Regions from separate parts of the Sus scrofa genome. Here regions 1 and 3 are each linked to region 2. A link is a contact called in public Hi-C and HiChIP or PLAC-seq data. All regions are on one chromosome and are shown on one strand. Each heading gives the region's core, a stretch centred on a gene start, on an enhancer-like site or on the middle of the called end of the contact. The rest is flanking DNA. Distances are from core to core; before and after follow the strand shown. Region 1 holds the start of CKAP4 (cytoskeleton associated protein 4). Region 2 holds the start of TMEM263 (transmembrane protein 263). Region 3 holds the start of POLR3B (DNA-directed RNA polymerase III subunit RPC2).

The links. A called contact is a pair of places that touch in the nucleus more often than the background predicts. HiChIP or PLAC-seq counts read pairs in DNA pulled down with a chosen protein or histone mark.
Region 1: a contact with region 2 is called in a Hi-C map of liver, with 3 times the contacts expected there. The contact joins the promoter of CKAP4 here to the promoter of TMEM263 in region 2. A contact is called at or near these places in 1 of 5 promoter capture datasets (liver), 3 of 47 Hi-C or Micro-C datasets (brain, fetal heart ventricle and liver) and 2 of 2 datasets of contacts at active chromatin or transcription factors (alveolar macrophages and skeletal muscle).
Region 3: a contact with region 2 is called in an H3K27ac HiChIP or PLAC-seq map of skeletal muscle, with 6 times the contacts expected there. The contact joins the promoter of POLR3B here to the promoter of TMEM263 in region 2. A contact is called at or near these places in 1 of 5 promoter capture datasets (fetal skeletal muscle) and 2 of 2 datasets of contacts at active chromatin or transcription factors (alveolar macrophages and skeletal muscle).

What each region holds. Positions count from the first base shown.
Region 1 is chr5:14,019,743-14,024,044 of Sscrofa11.1, reverse strand. It overlaps CKAP4 (cytoskeleton associated protein 4), which reads right to left and starts at 2,914. Exons shown (of 3, transcript NM_001244631.1): 1 at 2,269-2,914. The coding sequence starts at 2,724.
Region 2 is chr5:13,396,115-13,400,495 of Sscrofa11.1, reverse strand. TMEM263 (transmembrane protein 263) reads left to right here and starts at 3,084. Exons shown (of 3, transcript XM_021091567.1): 1 at 3,084-3,290. It overlaps CRY1 (cryptochrome-1), which reads right to left. Exons shown (of 18, transcript XM_021091562.1): 16 at 1-4,114.
Region 3 is chr5:13,924,757-13,929,039 of Sscrofa11.1, reverse strand. POLR3B (DNA-directed RNA polymerase III subunit RPC2) reads left to right here and starts at 2,307. Exons shown (of 28, transcript XM_021091574.1): 1 at 2,307-2,572. The coding sequence starts at 2,501.

The sequences.
Region 1 (4,302 bases), core at 1,665-4,164, 620 kb before region 2:
CAGAGAGAAGTGGCCACACACAGTGGCAAATCCGATGTGGCCAATGGCCACGTCCTGAGTTCCGAGTCAATGAAAGAAGCATTCATTGAGCCCCTAATAGGTACCAGGCAAGGCCTGGGAAAGACAGCACAATGAACAGGTGGGTGGTTAAGAGTGTCCTAGGAGTTAACTCCAGTTTGAATAGCCCTACCACTTGCTAGCTGTGTAACCATGAAAAGTTTACTTAGCCTCTCGTGCTCACTTTCCTCGTCTGTGAAAAGGGGATCAAAACAGTATTTACCTGGCAGGGTTGTGGGAATCAAAAGAGATGAGTGCATAATAAATATGAGGCATCAGCTCGATGACACGATTCAATATTAGCTTGATTACATTACTAAATGAAAGGTCACTGTTTCAATGGTTTACAGCCAGGTGGATTCCTAACAATCTGGGCAGAGCGCTCCCCTTACTGTGGAGACGGGAAAAGGGAGCCCCAAAAGGAAAGGAATCTGTACAAGGCTGTTGATGGAGATGGGGTGGGAACCAGAACGGAGAAGGGAGGGGAGGGAGGAAGCAGAGAGAGTAAAGCCCAGTTTCTTCCACCTGGATTCAAGACCTCCACCACCTAGGCCTCGACTTCACCTGCCCCTCTCACTGCTCCCTAAATGTTACTCTGCTCCAGGCAGGGGGACCACCTGCTGTCCCCAAACAAGCCTGTGTGTTCTTCATTCCTTCTGTCAACAGTGAACCATCTCTGTCTAGATCTAGACTGGCATGGCCCTGACCGCCAGGATACAGGTCTGGGCAAACTCCACATTCCATCTTCTGCACTCGCACAGTGGTTTCCCTTAACTGAAACCTACCTGTGGGCTGCTCCACAAGCAGGATTTGTCTTTTGCACCTTGGGAGCCTCCACAGGGCCTACACGGAGCCACACTATCAGACTTCACCAAATATTATGATTGATTGGTGAGTGGGTGGATCAAAGAGAGGAAACTGAGAGGCTAGTGATTATACTCCAGCAGTCTGTTTTTTAAGAATGATTTGACATTCAAGATAGGCGAAGCAGCACTGTCTACTTTATTCCCTTCAAAAAGTCACCTCCCTTGGCCTGCAGCATGGAGCAAGATGACTCACTCCAGTTGCTCTGCCAGTCTTAAGAGGAAATTCCTAGTCTTGCATACTCCACACAAGTCGATAGAAACTTGGCAGGGCAGGCAGCATGCTGGGAAAAGGAGGCAGCAGTTCCGGGCTCAGAAGTGGTGGCGGGATTTTTTGTTTCGATCGTGCAACCAACTTTCATTGAGCAATGGCATCAGTGGAGGATGGAGGAGGAGGAATGAGACTGAGGGAGCTGCCCTTGGTGTAGAGAAAAGACAGAAAGGGAGGAACCTATGCAACTTTGTGTTGAAAGTTGGGTCCATCCACACCTGAAATAGGCCCCTGTGTACACTGAACCGAAAGGGCCAAGACACTGTCATGCAGTCTGCCTATCTGCTGGGGTCTTTATCGATTCACTAAATCTCCAGACCTCAATTTTCTGGTCTGGAAAATGGAGTCAAAACTGCCAGTTCTCCCTCCCTCCCAAGGTTGCTACAAAGATTAGGTCATAAATGAGTAAGCCCTCTAAACACCATATAAATGTACCCCGTGGTGTTATTCACCAGTGTGACCTAGTCTTTTTGGCCTTGCCTTTCCTCTAAAGCTGAAATATGCTCTTCCAAGGCTCAAATAGGTACATTGGTCCAATAAAGGGCAAGGGACCTAAAGATATAAAATATTCCATTATAACTACACAAATGAGTAATCGAGTAAGATTACTAGCTTCTCCTTCTCCGGGCTCCAGGTCTATTAAAAACTGGCTCAGATGTCGCCCACCTGGCGAGCAGAGGCACGGCCTTGCCGGAGGCTTCCAGGGATGCACTGGCTTCCCTTCCAACCACCTCTTTAGACAACTCTGCCCATTCAGTGGTTCCTAATCCAAAAAGAATGGTCTCCCCAGAGGCCGCCGGCTTCCTTACAGGTCACCGCTAATGTCCTGTGACAGGCCCTTGGCCCACCCTCCGGGACTGGCCTGACCATCCTCGAAGCGGTCCATCCCTCGGGGCCGATTCCTCAGCGGCCATTAACAAAGAGGGTCTGGGGACCGCCTCAGAACTAGGGGGCCGGGGAGGGGGCCTCTCAGGTCTCTGGCGAAGGACACCAGGCCTGGGCCGGCAAGGGGCCCGGCTGTGGCTGCGGGGGCCGCAGACTGGCGGACGGGGGTTGAGGGGACCCGGGAGCACCCACCTTCTGCTCGACGCCCTGCAAGCCCTGACCCAGCTCCTCCCTCTGCCGGGAGAAGTCCTGGTGGCTGCGCCGGACCTGCTGGACCTCCTCCAGGACGTGGTGGACACACCAGCCCGAGAAGGCGGCCGCCGCCACCAGCGCGAGGTAGAAGAGAAAGTTGAGCGCCCGGCCGAGCCTGCGCGAGCAGGACGCCGAGGACGAGGCGGCAGCAGCTGCGGCGGCGGCGGCAGCGGAGGAGGACTTGCCGCCGCGGTGGCCGCCCCTACCGTGCGCCTGGTTCTGCGGATGCTGCGGCGGGTGCTGCTGCGGGTGCGGCGCGGGCGGCGCCGGCTGCTGCGGCGCCGGCGGCGGCTTCTTCGCCACGTCATCCGCGCCGCCCGACGGGTGGGCGCCCTTCTCCGAGGGGCTCGCGGCGCCGTGGCCGCCCTTGGAGCCCCTTTGTTTGGCCGAGGGCATGGCGGGCGCGGCGGCGGGTGAGGCCGCGGGCTACGAGGCGAGCGAGCGGGGCGCGCGGCCCGGGAAACTTCCTCGGGCTCCCCCGGGGCTGGGCGAGCGGCACGCGGGCGCTGCTGGCGTCGGAGCGGCCGCGAGAGAGAGCGAGAGAGAGAGCGAGAGAGCGAGAGCGGGCGGGCGGGCGAGGAAAGAGGCCGGGCGAGGGAGGAAGGAGGAGGGGGCCTGCCTCCGCCGCCGCCGCTGCCGCCGCGGCGTCGACCCCGCCTCCCGGGAAGGGAGGCCGGCAGAGCCGAGCGGGGAGCGCCTGCCACGCACGCGGGGGCCGGCGGGCGGCCCCTCCCCCTGCCGCCACGACCCCAAAGAGGGAGGGCCGAGCCCGGGGCGGCCCAGCGGGGTCCACGCGGGCTACGACAGGGCGGGGGGAGAGGGGCGGCCGAGGGGAAGGTGGCGGCCCAGCCGGGGATGCGGGAGCCGGGGTGGGATGGGGGACAACCGAAGGGCGAGGGGCGGCCCAGCGGGGTCTGTGGGGTCCAGGGGTCGGGGGGTCGGCAGAAGGGAAGGTGGTGGCCTAGTGGGGTTTTCTGGGGCCCGGGAGAGTGGGGTGGGGGGGCTGAGGATGGTGTCCCAGTCGGGTCAACGGAGGTCGGAGCAAGCGGCTGAAGTGGCCGAGGTGGGAGGGGGCAGAAGGCAGCCAGGGTGGGGAGCAGCCAGGCTGGATCTACGGAGGCGGGAGCCGGCAGCCGAGGTGGCCACAGGGAGGGGGTGGAGGGCCGGGTTGATGAGACCCGGACTGGCGACTGAGCTGGGGCCACGGGGCCCCCTGGGATAGGCGGCCGAGATGGGGGTGGCCCGGCGAGTCTGAGGGAGGAGAGCCGGGCAAGACCCGGTGCAGCGGGCTAAGTGCGAGCCCCCCTCCCTCTGGACCAGAGCGGGAAGGAAACGAAGGAGGGCGCCCCAGGAGCCCTGCCCCTGGGAGTAGGAGTAAAGGGGCGGGAACGGATCCCCCCCAGTCCTTCCCGCGGGGAGTTGGGAACATCCCCGCCCCTCCCCATCCCACCCTCCAGGCCTACGAGGGTTGGACCTTGTCTCTTTTCCTGGGGTTTGAAGGCGGAGGCAGAAAGGGCTTTATGAAAAGCAGTCGGCTCCAGTGGCATGTTTAGGGAGAGTTAGCAAAGATTCTTGCACTGTGCCAAGACTGTTCAAGGGGACAGACTTGAGCGTCCCACTTAGCCCAGCCGGTCCACTGTCGACGCTGTTGACTTTTTTCTGAAGCCCTTTCATCTCCATTTTCCCTTTGGGGGCCGCTCTCTGTCCACAGTCCCTGCTACGGACAGGCTCTTTGCTACATGCTGGGAAGGCGGCAGTGGCAGCAATGAGAGGGAAGCAGATCAGGTTGTCGGCCGTACTTTGGTAGAAGAAAATAGAACTATGCCAGGCTCTGGCTCTGCTTAGCAACGTACATACATGTTCTCAAAACCTCCCAAAAACCTTCTGAGGTCGGAATTATATTACCCACTTTCTAGGAAAGAAACAGGCTGAGCCGCACCCCAACTGACTGGCTCAAGGTCACACACAACCATG
Region 2 (4,381 bases), core at 1,835-4,334:
AGTTAAATTTGGATTCCTTTTAACTTCGATGTACTATGAGCCTGTAAACAATTTATTTCTTGTTTTCATGTTTCTGGTTTTCACCCTGCTTCCTACTGGCCCTTACTTTTGAACTACCCTACCTTGTCAAACATATAATATCACATCCAATTTCTTTAGTTTTTCAATAATGAAAAAGGCTCTGTGTGTAATTAACTACAGGAAAAGTCAGCCATTTAAGAAATTGGAAAATTGATATAAGTGGTATTAAGAAACTGTTTGAGTGGTCTAGCATGGAAGTTCCTGTCATGGCTCAGGGGTAACAAATCCGACTACTATCCATGAGGATGCAGGTTCAATCCCTGGCTTTGCTCAGTGGGTTAAGGATCTGGCATTGCCTTCAGCTGTGGTGTAGGCTGCAGATATGGTTTGAATCTGGAGTTGCTGTGGCTGTGTAGGCTGGCTGCTATATCTGCGATTCTACCCCAGCCTGGAAATTTCCACAGGCCACAGGTATGGCCCGAAAAAAAAAAAAAAAAAAAAAAAAAAAAAGTGGTCTAGCCATTAAGGATCTTGTAATTTTTCACTGCTGTGGCTCTGGTTCCGCCCCTGGCCCAGAAACTTCCACATGCTGAGGGCATGGCCAAAAAAACAAAGATAATTATCATTTATCGGAGTTCTCACTGTGCGACAGTGGGTTAATAATCTGGCATTGTCTCTGTGGCAGTGCGGGTTTGATCCCTGGCTCTGAGCAGTGGTTAAGGATCTGGTGCTGCTGAAGCTGTGGTGTAGATACTAGTTGAGGCTAGGATTTGATCCCTGGCCCAGGAACTTCCATATGCTGCTGGTGCTGCTGAAAAAGGGCAGAAAAAAAGAATTTGTTTTATTAAAAGGAAGTTACTGCTGAAAGGCATGAAGGTCTCATTATTTTGACATGATACAATCTTTCAGAAATACGTTTCATTTTTATAATCTAAGATGGGATTTCACAGAATGGGACTCAAGAACTCAGCACATTCAGCCTATAAAACAAACATGGCCTGACTTCCTTGAGGCTCTTTCTGCTATAAAAGCGTATCCCATATCAAGATAGCATCCTTCTGTAGAAGCCAATCCATCAAGACACTTAGTTTCATTTTAGATCTAGGGGTGGGTGAACATTGAGTGGTGCTATTCACTTTTACAGGTAAGAAAACTGAAACAGTAAGAAATGAATGCTGTCAGACTTATAAGAAATATATAACTACCTATACTTGAAGTTTCAGAAGATTCAGGTGAACTCAAAACCTCGCCCAAAGAACTGCTTTACATCCTGGTTGGTTTGAGATGGTTTCAACCCATTGTGGATTACAACTTCAATAAAAGCAAAAATGTAAAATCTCCCAGGAGTGGCTACAGTTTTACTAGTCATTTATATATTAAGGATTAAACTCTCCTGCAGAGAGAAAGAAGTGGAAGGGGAACAAGAAACTGTGTAATCGTGCACCTCATAATTTTGCCTAGCATTCACATTGGAAAGATCACATTTTAAGTGGTTGCTGTGATAACAGGAAAATAGAGTTGTTATGTACCTCTTTCACATGTTGAGTAGACACAACAATCCATAGATCCTGCTAACAATTCAGATCATATTTTAAAGTGACAAGATTTTTGCATCTCTCCTTTAACTTCTGGAAAACTAAAATATCTTGATAGTCTCAGAACAATGGTCTAAGAAGATATGAGTTGCTGCTTTGATAAATCAATGACTAGGCAGAAACCATAAACCATATTTAGGCCATTCCATTCAAGACCTGGCTCAATGTAAGCTTCTTCCAGGATGCTTTCCTTGGTTAGCACGTCCTTTTCTGAGCCTTGCCAACAGTTATTACTCAGTTGCACCAAACTGATTATTTTGCATTTGAAAAAAAAATTGTGTGACCTTATTAGTTATCAAACATACTAAGACAAGCGTGTTTTGTCTTGCTAATCAATCTGTGAAGGAAGACCTGACACTTACATACACATATAGGAATTCAGTTTATAAAGCCCTTTCACATCCATCATTTCTTTTGATTCTCTAGAAAAACCTATCTATGATGGACTTACTGTAATCTTCATTTTAAAGGTGTGGAAAATGAATAGATACCCCTTCTCTAGTTTAGCAGCCTTTTCACCACTTATCTCGTTCAGTCCTCGCAACCACCAAGCCGTGAGGTGAGATGCCTCACCTCACAATGGGTTCAGGGCCTGACAATATCCTCTTACCGCTGCACTCTTCTCACCACCTTCCAGAACCGCAAGCAGAGCCTCAGCCTAGATGGGGAGACCTGAAGATGCACCACGCTAGGCGGCAGGTGGCGAGGGAGGGGCGCGAAGCCAGGATTCCTAATTCCAGGTTTCCAACTCCCTCCTCTTAGCTACTAAGCACCCACTCTCTTCAGCCAACTGAAGAGAGTGGGCCCCTGGCGAGCCCTCAGCACTGCGAGAGCGGTGGGTGACGACGACTGATCACAGGAGTTCTTCCTTTTAAGAACCTCAGGTCTAGGGCAGAAGAGACTTAATAATAATAATAATAATAATAATAGAGCAAGTCCTCTCTGGTCACCCCTGTCACCTGGGCAGTAAAGGCACGTCGAGAGCCCCAAACTGAAAGGCGCAGAGAAGTCCCGGCTGGCGACCGTCCCATGTTCCTTCGGGCCAACGTTCTGAATCCCTAGCGACCGTTACTAGCAACTAAAGCCAGAGTCCGAGAAGCAGGCGGCTCCAGCGCTTGCGGGCCGCAGCGCCTCAGCCTACGCATGCCCGGGGCTCTGAGCCCCTCGCCCGATCTGATTGGACCGAGGAGGAAAGGGGGCGGGAGGCCCCAGGCGGAGGCGCGCTCGCAGGCCGGCCCTGGGTTCTCGCGGTGGCACCTAGCGGGCGAAGGGGCGGGAGCTTGGCCTGGGAGCAAGGGGGGGGGGGGGTGTCGCGCGTGCGCACCTCGGGAGGCGACTGTCTGGGGGCTGCTGGGAGGGCTGGGCAGTTCGAGAAACGGGTGGGCGTGTGCCGGGTGGGCGCGGGAGGGGCTTCGTGTGCGCTTGCGCGTCGAATCGCGAGCCGCGGGAGGAGGCGGGAACTGAGGAGGCGGTGGAGGGGGCGGGTCGCGTCCGGCGCCACGTCCGCAGCCAGAGGCCGCCGTCGCCAACCGAGTGTTCTGGTTCCACAGCCAGAGGAGGCGTCTCCGGAGCTCGCAGTTGACCCAGGCTGTGCCAGCCGCTCAGGCCGCCTCAGCCCTCCTCGGTGCTGCCCGGTCTTTTCGCCCGGCCCCGGCGTCGGCCCCCGACCCGGCGGTAAGTCAGGCTGGAAGGGTAGAGGGCGCCGTCTCGGCTTCTTTTCCTCCTCTCTGTTGCCTTTTTCCGTTAGCTCTTCAGCACCTCACCGCCTCATTCTCTGGGCCTGGCTGCTGGGAGTTGGGCCTTTTGGGGGGACTGAGCGGGGAAGGGGGAGGGGCGAGATGATGTTGGGGGCGGGTGGAGGTTCGTTGGCACGGTTGCCCCCTCTTACGGGTCTTTTCCTCCTCGGTGGTTTGAGATTGCGACCCTTCTTGGAAGCATCTGCCTGACTTCTTAGCTCCTGGGGTGTCGGGTTGGGGGAATGGGGGTGGGAGGGCGTCAGCAGCCTGGGAGATGAGAGGAATGTGGCACAGGGCCTGGGTGCTGGGCTTCCCCTCCCTGCTAACTCCTAACCTGTTGATAAATCATTCTCTTGGGTTCAGGTCCCCAGTGGGCATTCACCGTGTTCTTCACAGGTAGCCCTACCCGCCCCCTCCGTGCATAACCTAAACTTGAAAATGTAGCAATGGAGAGAGACGCTGATGGCACCGGGGGCTGCTGGAGCACCCATCAGTGCCGTCATTGCCTTCTGAGTCTAAATAAAATTCGTGTCTGCTATATACACACGCATTCTCAAGTCTGGTCCCCAGGTTCCTACTTCCAATCAGATCCTCTTTCCTAAACAGATCTCCTCTTGTATGTTAGAATAGGAATTCTGGAACCCTGTGGGAGTGCGGGTGTGCTGGGTGTCCAACGTGGAGCGGAGGGAGGAGGTGCTGAGCTCAGCCCTAGCCAGGGCTCCTCCAGGGTCATTTTCTGCTTCTCCTGCCACGTCACTCCCTCTGGTAAAGAAGAAGGAAAAAAAAAGTACTTGCTAGTGCCCAAAGGGATCCGTGGGGGTTGAGAAGGGGCCACTGGGAAAGGTTTCGAAACACCTAGAGAAAGAGGAGAGTTTGATTTATTATGTCCTTGTGAGCACTTGTGCTGATTCTAAATGAAAATACTTAATTTACTGTGTGCGATTATTTGCTATTGTTTAACCTATGTAAAACTTGCACTGGCGTGGGTGCTCTAAAGGGCTTCCCAAGAGTATTGATATCATTCCATCA
Region 3 (4,283 bases), core at 1,058-3,557, 530 kb before region 2:
ATGTTTCTCTATGATAGCTGACAAGGATGATACGAAAGGGTATCAATCTCTTTAAGTAAACGATAAGAACTTTAAGAGCAGGGTGTGATTCTTCTTTTAATTTTCCCTTCTCCCCCTCCTTTCAGATATCAGAACAATACTGAGAAAATACAGGCATTGGAATTTACTTGAAATAGCTAATTTAGAAATTAGACCATCTACGCTGGTGCAAGAATTATACATTCACTATGAGAAAATGGCAAATGCATATTGATAAATGTTCATAATTTCCTGTGACAAAATATACACAAAAGTTACCATTTCAACCATTTAACAAATATACAGTTAAGTGGTTTTTTGGTTTTTGTTTTTTTGGCTACACCCATGGCATGTGGAAGTTGCCCAGGAAGGGATCAAACCCAAGCTATAGTAATGACCTGAGCCACAGCAGTGACAATGCCAGATCCTTAACCTACTTAGCTAGCAGGGAACTCCTGGAAAATTTAAAAATTTTCATGGAACCATAAAATTATGGCTAGAATTATATTAATAAATCTATGAATATTTTTCTTTATGATTTCTGTTACCATCCTTGAAAGCAGTCACCACTCAATGCTAATGGATGTATTCAATTATATTTTCTTCTAAGTTTCTGTTAATTTAATACACACAGGATTTGCTTAGATGTATGTTTTTTCCTAAATGGCTAATCAGCAGTTTTAGCATCATCCTTTCTTTTTCTTTTGGCTGCACCCGCGGTGTGTGGAAGTTCTGGGCCAGGGATCCAGGGAATTAAACATGCACCACAGCAATGACCCAAGCTGTTGCAGTGACAACGCCAGATCCTTAACGATCTGTGCCACAACGAAAATCCCCAACATCGTTTTTTTTGCATAAGCCATCTTTCCTCCGCTGATTTAAAATGACATCTTCTCATAATAAATTTCTGCTGGTATTTACTCCTGGATCTTCTGTCTAGTCCTTTCAGAATATGACATTGTCTTAATTACTGTCCTGTTATGCTCTACTCTCTAGGTGAGTTAAGTCCTCCTTGCTTTGTGGTTATTAATGGTCATATAACAGTCCATCATGTAGCTGAAACCTGGCCTCTGTTCATAGGTACCAACTAAGTCTTAGAGACAGAGATTTGGGTGAAGCAGAAAGAAGAGCTTTACTGCTTTGCCAGGCAAAGGAGGCCACGACAGGCTAACATGCTCAAAACCGTGTCCTCTCTTGAGAGGGGATAGCAAGGAGTTTTAAAAGTTTAGCTAAAAAACCCACCCAACCTAACAACAAGAACAACAAAAAACCAAGGCTGTTGATAAGGATTAGGATGCCTGCATTTTTCTCCTGCCATAGATCATTTCAAAGTCATCCAGGCTGGCCTCAGGTGGTCCTGTGACAGTTTCTGGTGGTCTTTGGGGTTATTGCACTTTGACCTACTCTCTGCAATGAAGATGGCTTACAAGAGGTGAGTGTTTCCAAGGAAAAGAAGACACCAGGTGGGCAATGTAACTCTTAACTAGAAAGTAATCATTAGCTGCAGTTCCTGTCGTGGCTCAGTGGTTAACGAATCTGAACAGGAACGATGATGTTGCGGGTTTGATCCCTGGCCTCACTCTGTGGGTTAAGGATCCCGTGTTGCCGCGAGCTGTGGTACAGGTCATAGACTCTGCTTAGATCCTGCGCTGCTTCGGTGTAGGCTGGTGGCTACAGCTCCAAATTAGACCCCTAGCCTGGGAACCTCCATATGCCACAGGTGTGGCCCCAGAAAAGACCAAAAAAAAAAAAAAGTAATCATTAGTAAAAGAAAGCAGCTAAGCAAGAAAGAAATCCTTTTTGTGAAAAGCCAGTGAGAGGAAGGGAATGGGTCAAGCAAGTCAGGGCATAAAATAATGGAGACTGTTTCAAATAGTTTTTACTGTTAACAGTTTTTCCTAATTATTAACTCTTGAGTCAGTCTTTTGAGACTGACAGGAGGCTGGGGAGGCCAAAGGAAAAGGGATCTACTTCAAAACACAAGGACACAGGGGCTTGCACATGGTTTCAGTCACACAGGTACCTCAAGTTTCTAAACCAATCCCCTCCTTTGGCAAGTTTCCTATTTTTCATATATATAGTTTTGGGCTAAACTAAATGAACTCTACACTTAGGTGGCTCAAGTGGTGCAAATTATCTGTTTACCCTTTTCTTTGAATTATTAAAAAAAACTCGACAATATGCTTTGCGGTTCTCAGTCATGGGAGAGCTGACAATCTGTCAGCTGGGGTTTAAGGCAATCCAGGCGAGACTTCCGCGCGACACCAGGGGGCGCAGTTTCCCAGCTCCGTTAACCACATCCGGGTTCAACTGTATGTTCCGACTAGATTCAGTCGGAACCTTTCTGTTACGCCTCCAATTAATTTGGGCGGCGGGGACCATTTAGGCCTCCGCGCACCGCTCACCACGGCTCTCGCGGTTCGTTTGGTGCGGGAAGTCACACGTGAGGCTTCTGTTTGCTCGTTTCTTCGTCCTGAGCAGCATGGACGTGCTGGCGGAGGAGTTTGGAAACCTGACGCCGGAGCAGCTGGCTGCGCCCATCCCGACTGTAGAGGTGAGGGGAGGGCACGCGGGGAGCGGAAGGGGCCGGGACGTGTCCCCGAGAGGCGTTGCCCCCAGAGCTCTGGTCGGGCGAGGGGGGCGGGCCGCGGCTTCTGCGCATGCCCAGCACTCAGCGCACGCTCAGAAATCCACGCGCGCCCAGGGCACTGCTGGCACATGGAAGGGGCGAGCCCAGGGGAGACGTCAGCTGCCACGCAGGTTGAGCGGCCCAGTGCCCCGCTCTCGATTTGGGCTCTTCTAGTGTTCCCGCGTTGTCAGGGGAGGACTGCCTTGACCGCATTGGAGGACGTATCGCATCTTTGCGGGCTTATAAAGGATGATGAGTTCCAGGGAGCTTAGGCCAGTTTGGGCAAGTCCCACAGCTGGTTGTGGTGGTAAAACCAAGTCGTCGGAATCGCAGACTAGTAATCCCTCCCTGTCACCAGAACTCAAGTTTGGGCTGCAGGAGTATTTTGAACGCCCGGAAAATTTCTTCCAAATTTTGCCTAGGTGTTTTCTGGAGAGTGGCCCTGTAGCTTTAATCAGATACACGGAAGTTAAGGATATCTGCTCTACAGTGAGCTGCCTGATGAAGTTCAGCTGTTGACCATAATTTTTATTTTATGCAAAGGTAATAGAGCTTCTGTGGGCCTCAAAATCTTAGTTGGCATGGAGTGGGGGAGTGGAGAAATAGTCAAGGGAGGGATTCAGGTAGAAGGAAGAGGACATTTGAAACCCAGAGGCAAGACCATTTGATGTTTTTGAGGAATTAAGTCCAGGAGATCCCATCATGGCTCAACGGAAATGAATCTGACTAGTATCTGTGAGGATGCAGGTTCGATCCCTGGCCTTGCTCAGTGGGTTAAGGATCCGGTGTTGCCATGAGCTGTGGTGTAGGTCGAAGACGAGGCTCAGATCTCGTGTTGCTGTGGCTGTGGTGCAGGCCAGCAGCTACAGCTCCGATTCCACCTCTAGCCTGGGAACCTCCATGTGCCACAGGTGTGGCCCTAAAAAGACAAAAAAAAAAAAAAAAAAAAAAAGTCTAATAGTGCTGGAGTGAAGAAAAGTAGAGGAGGAGAGATTAAAGGTGACAGATAGATGAAGGACCTGATTAGGAATGGTTTTGTTAGACCTCTGAAGCAGAAGTGAGATGCTGCTGACAGATGTAATGAGAATGACTAGCAGCATCAGTGGAACTATTGGATCATAAGAATCTTTTTATAATCATTGGGCAAATTAAGGACTTAGAGTCAGTCGGTCTGTAAGTCCCTGCAGTACACTGCTGATCTTCATCAGGCAATACTGGATTTTATTTTTCCTTATTTTATTATTTTTTAATTAAAAACAATTTTTTTGTCTTTTTTTAGAGCCGCACCTGCGGCATATGGAGGTTCCCAGGCTAGAGGTCCAATTGGAGCTACAGCTGCCGGCCTACACCCCAGCCATGGCCATGCCACATCTGAGCCTTGTATGCAACCTCCACCACTGCTCATGGGAACACCAAATCCTTAACCCACTAAGCAAGGCCAGGGATTGAACTCACAACCTCATGGTCCCTAGTTGGATTCGTTTCCGCTGCGCCACGACGGGAACTCCCTTATTATTATTTTTTTTAAATAATGGATTTTAACTCTTTAAGAGTTATTGTTTAAGAGCCAGCATTTACTGAGTACTTACCCAGGCTCTGGTCAAGCCTAATTATGTTATTTAATCATCTGAAGTAA